Regions from separate parts of the Lathyrus oleraceus genome. Here region 1 is linked to region 2. The links are chromatin contacts, called in public Hi-C maps. All regions are on one chromosome and are shown on one strand. Each heading gives the region's core, a stretch centred on a gene start, on an enhancer-like site or on the middle of the called end of the contact. The rest is flanking DNA. Distances are from core to core; before and after follow the strand shown.

Region 1 (3,026 bases), core at 39-2,538, 520 kb before region 2:
ATGAAGACTCTAATGTTGATACGATATCAGAGTAAAAATCTTTACACTCTCAACAAGTCACAAACAATCATATATGCAACTTTAAGAGAAGGGAACAAACTCACCAAATCATTCCTGCTGAAGGAATAGCGCAGCGAAAGAACTCTCCTATTCCAACAAACGACTCCATAGTAATTGGAACCCGAGTTTTTTCGCAATCAGAAGAGAAATTCATGTACAATCCAAGTATAATCACATTCAACCAATACGAAGTACCAATAGAAAACGCAGCTCCAAAGCAACCTAATCCAGATTTAAAAACCAGCAACCAGCAAAAAGCTACATGGAAGCAAAGTGTAACGGAAGAACTTATAACAAGTGGGGTTATCAAACTTTGCATCAGAAAGTATCTGACCAATGCTTGAAGTGTTGCAAAAGCAAATAAAGCAGGAATCATGCACATTGCAAATTTTCCGGCTTCTTGCGAAATCAAAGGGTCTTGACCAAGTAAAGTCAGTAGCTTCCCCAAGTTGAGCCATAATATTGAGAGAGGAACACAAACGAGAACAAGAGAAATGATACCGGTGTAGATTTGAACACCAACTCTTTTATATTGCTTTGCACCATAAGCTTGTCCACATATAGTTTCAAGTGCACAAGACATTCCATACTGTTTGATATATACCCAAAAAAAATGCAATTAGTTTCATATTCATTGGATCTCATGCAAATAATACAATACTAGCTCTCAAAATTAGCTTTTGTAATTTCAATATATTGAACACTAGTGTGATAGCACAATCAAAATGAGCAAGAACTAGTGACAAGAAAAATAAAATAGAAACACAAATACTAGAAATAAGCCAAAAATAGAAAACCAAGACTTACAAGAAGACTGAAGCCAGAAACACCGCAAAGAGAGATAGCAATGGCAGTACTAGAAAGAGCAAGTTTACCCAACCGACCAACCATCATCATTGAAATAATCTGTAAAAAATACTGCGACAGAGTCACAGTAATCATAGGCAAAGCTAGAAAACCAACATCTTTCACCTCTCGAACGAGCAAACCCCACGTTATGCTTCTTCCTAATTCACCTTCTCTATCTTTCTCTAACAAACCCTTTTCCATTATCTTCTACCTCTATATTATTGAAATTCAAATTCAAATAACACAGTTTTAAATGTGATGCGATGCGATGCTACAACTCGACGACGCTCGTTTGGTATTGTAGTGCAAGAATCTCGTAAGGGATAATGGTTTTAGTAAATACTAAAAATAGTACAATTTTGGCTTTTAAAGGTTGAGTTTAGGTTAGAATTTTGAAAGGGACGTTTCAAAAGCAGCTTTTGGATAAAGATGTAGGAGTATACCCTAAAATAATCACGTGCTAAGCAGTAGGTAGGCTTGTTTCAATGTTTGCCAGCCTGGATTGATTCCACAGTGACAAATATTTGACTAATTAATTTGTCGACATATATGCCCATAATAGTCCCACCAGATCCACTCTAGATGTGTTCGATTTAGATTTCTTGACTCAAATGTAATTAATTTATGAGAAAAATAGTGATGAACTTAAATTGTAAATTTATTTTATACTATCAACTAATGATGATCATGCATCCCGGTAAATCAGATTAAAAATTTTAAAATACTGATATGACATGACGAAATGATATTTTCTTATTGGATGACAGTGTAAAGTGCATCACCATTAAACTCTTAATTTATTTGTCTGAGTTATTTAAGCGGCGAATATAATTTAGGATGTAGAAATGTATACAGAGAAAAGATGAAAGAATTTTTTTCTTATTTTTTTATAATTAGTCTCATTAAATCAACGATATCTGATTTGTTAGCCGTCAAATCGAGCTCGAATTTGAAAGATAGATTCGTAACATATATATATCTAATTTTTTACCGTTCAGAATTTGAAAACAACGCCTGAGATGGGAGTTATCTGCTTCACACTGAAGCTGCATATTTGAGAAACAAAATTCAGTTTTTTTTATTCTTATTTGTAAGTTAGTTTGCTTTGTGATTTGTGGTTGTTAGCACTAATTTGTGAATCACTTTAAGACTCTCTTGTATCTTTAATTGACTATAGTGAAGTTATTTTTTGGTCTTGACGACTTGTGATTTTTACTCGTATATTGAGGGGGTTTCCACGTTAAAAACATCGGTGTTCTTTTGTGCATTTATTTGTTCGATTTGTCGTCTTATATTTATTTTTGATTCTCAAGGTTCCTACAAGTCTGAGGAATTTTATATCCACTGCGTATTGATCTGTTATTGTATCTTAATTTCTCATTGGAGTGACATCAGAGCTCTTGATTAAGGGTTGTTTTACTTGTTTAAATGATGGAGTCAAATAAAAAGATGAAGATGATATTGTTGAATGATTCTAATTACCATTTATGGAAGGACAAGATGAAAAACTTACTATTTATGAAGAAATTGCATTTACCGGTTTTTAGTTCCGCAAAGTCGGATTATGTGTCTGATGAAGAATGTGAGTTTGAACATCAACAGGTATGTGGTTTTATTCGACAATAGATAGAAGATAATGTTTATAATCATATTGCTAATGAGACATATACACAAACTTTGTGGGAGAAGATAAAGTCCTTGTATGCCTCTAAATCAGGGAATAATAAATTGTTCTTGTTGAATAGCTTCATAAGTTTGAAGTATAAGGAGGGAACTTCTATTTCAGATCACTTGATTGAATTTCCAGGGCTCCTTGATTACATGTCAGGAATGAGTATCAAATTTGATGATGAACTTTTGGGATTATTTCTATTGTTATCTTTACCAAAGTCTTGGGAGATGTTTTAGATTTCTATCACAAGTTCTGCTCCAAGAGGTGTTGTTTCTTTGGAAATGGCTAAGGGTGGAATTCTTAATGAGGAGATGGGAAGGAATGCACAAGGTTCTTCATCTTAACCCGAGGTACTTGTCACTGAAAATAGGGGGAAAGTCATAAAAAGGAACCGAAGGGTGGTAAGCAGAAGCAAGTCCAAGTCGGGATACAAGAATTTGGAGTG
Region 2 (2,795 bases), core at 176-2,675:
AGATAAGGGTGTCCAAACATATGTATATACATTGAAGGTGCATAACTTAATTTTCTTAGACTGAAATGAGATCACATTTATGGATGACAAATGGACATGAGCATCCCCTTAAAAAAAATTTAGAAGTGGCAAGAAATTATATCCGTCCTGTTTATGCTTGCGTCAGCAAAAGTCAATCAAAAAATAAGAGGGACATGTCTAAACTTTTATTAGGTCCGCCAAAACCTACTAAAAATGGGGTACGGGATGTCGAGTCCTACCACCCCTTAAGCCTAAACATGACAAAAAATAATTATGTTTGTATTGTTGATACCATCATCCGTCAAAAGTCTTAAAAAAAAATGAGGTGGAGCAAACAAAATAGATGGATAAATTTGAAATTTTTGTTCGATCTACCAAAATACGACAACTAAAAGGGCGGACCCGAACTATTTTTCCACCCCTAACCTAATTAGATTTAAAAAAAATTAATCCCTTAAGGAACAAGTTATCTTGACTTAAGTAAATAATTAATCCCCTGGATTAATTTAGTGAAGACTTAACTTCTGAGATTCGTTTTTAAAATCTCAAGTCTTATGTTCGAATTTATGTATTGGATCAATCTCATATAAAGTTTTATTCTGATTACCCTGCTAACACTGAGATTAATCCTTAAATTTGTCGGTCACAATTTCGACTTTTCAAAATAAAAAAATAAATAATATTATTGTCTAACTTCATAGGTGGCCAACCTCTTCATTACCCATTTTTAAATAATTAATTATATAAACCCAAACACAGCTAGATTAAAAAAATAAAAAATAAAAAAAATAAAAACTCTCACGTAACCTGTCGACAAAATCAAAACAACTTCATATTTGCTTCTATACTAAAAAACAAAACACACTTTTCATAAAAATAAAAAACTAACCTAATTAAAAAACAATAGAAACCACTCAAACAAGATAGTATCAGAAAAAGCAGAAACTAACTATACGCATTACCAGGAAGCTGAAACCAGTAACACCGGCGAAGGAGATAGCCATGGCGGCGCTAGATAGTTCGAGTTCCCCCAAATGACCAACTATCATGATAGAAACAACCTGCAACAGATACTGTGACAAAACCACAGCTACCATAGGACCTGATAAATAACAAATCCTCTTCATTTCCTTCCCGTAAATAGCCTTAGTAATTCCCTTCTTCTTCTTCCTCTCTTCTTCTCCATGGCTATCTGTTTTCAAAACAATCTCTTTTCCTAACAAACTCTCTTCCATGGCGGTTCTCTCTTGAGCCATATTGAAAGAATACACCAATATACAATATATAATTTGTAGAAGTTTTGTTTACATGAGTCACTCTTATTTGGCTGGCATTTTATAAGACTCAGATATAATAATACTATTATTCAATCAGTCACTCTCTCATTCTCTTAAGGACTGCATTAATTAGGCATCTTAATCAATTGATTCATTATTAATCCATAGTATACATACATGTACAGACAAGTAACTTTTTTTAAATATTTTTTTTAATAATAAGTTTTTTTTTGGTCAAGAATAATAGTAATTTTTATATATAATATATCTCAACAAACTAAACTTATTTAATATATTTAAGTTAAATATATTTATTAAATATTTTTTATTAATTTAAGTTTGACTTTTAATGGAACTTCATTTTTTTTTTAGATTTTAAAAATAATAAATTTGTTATTATTTTTATTTTGTTTATTAATTAGGGTAATGTACATAAGTTTAAAAATCCATTTATGGAAATTTTTTATTGAAAAATTTAATAAAATATTTAAAAATATATTTTTATTAATGTGAATGCATAATTTTTAATATAAGATTTTTTCTATTTATTTTTTAACTTGTATTTTAGGACACAAGTTAGCATTACTCGATGCACACAAATCATTCACAAGCTAATAATTCATGTTTATAAAATGACTTTTTATCTATAATAAATATTCATTAAATAAGGGTGTACATGAGTTGGATTGGATCGAATTTGACATAATTCGTTACCCAATCCGTTTAAATTTTAATGGATTGAGTTCGTTGTTCAACCCTCAATTTTTTTTTAAAAACCAACTGACTCGTTCATTTATGGATTATGTTGTGTTGGATTCGTATGTTCTGTTTTAAATTTTAAAAAAAAATAGTATAAAAAAGTTTAAAAGAATTCAAATTGGATGAAGAACATCACATAAGGTCTAAGAAAATTCATCTACAACATTCGATAATAGTATAAAATTTCACTATACACTTTATTTCCATAAATTACGTTAGTTGAAAATGACGTAAAAAAGAATATTTAGTCTTAGAATTACGTAAACTAATTGGCACAGTAGTATTTTTGATGGAGATTAAAACTTTTTTGGTAAAATTATGGTTAGTAGTGAAATATTAATTTTTCATTTTTATTTAAAATAATAATAAAAAATAAAAAATTACTAATGTCACATCAATGGGTTGAGTAAATGGGTATGCGGTTTGAGAAACTCAAACCTGATACCTGAACCAAAACTGTTTGGGTTGTTGCGGGTTGGGTTGGGCATACCTGTAAATGAATGAGTTCGAATAATTTATGGGTTCGTTCGGTTTGGGTCAGTGGGTTCACGGTTTCACCCGCACCCATGAACAACCCTACATTTTGTATTTGTCAGAAAGTACATATGTGCATGTCACCTCTACAAAAAGCAGAGATGCTCAGAGACCTAAGTAGGTATATTACACTGTATGGTGGTTATGACTTGTCCGAACGACGAGAAGCCCTGTACAGTGATGTTTTTGGTGGTTTAAGAGAAC

What was found. A called contact is a pair of places that touch in the nucleus more often than the background predicts.
Region 1: a Hi-C map of leaf shows a contact between it and region 2, with 6 times the contacts expected there. The contact joins the promoter of LOC127098009 here to the promoter of LOC127097967 in region 2. A contact is called at or near these places in 2 of 2 Hi-C or Micro-C datasets (both in leaf).

Annotation. Positions count from the first base shown.
Region 1 is chr6:475,666,890-475,669,915 of CAAS_Psat_ZW6_1.0, reverse strand. It overlaps LOC127098009 (protein DETOXIFICATION 14), which reads right to left and starts at 1,288. Exons shown (of 7, transcript XM_051036507.1): 1 at 868-1,288; 2 at 105-649. The coding sequence starts at 1,110.
Region 2 is chr6:475,143,123-475,145,917 of CAAS_Psat_ZW6_1.0, reverse strand. LOC127097967 (protein DETOXIFICATION 12) reads right to left here and starts at 1,425. Exons shown (of 7, transcript XM_051036469.1): 1 at 984-1,425. The coding sequence starts at 1,277.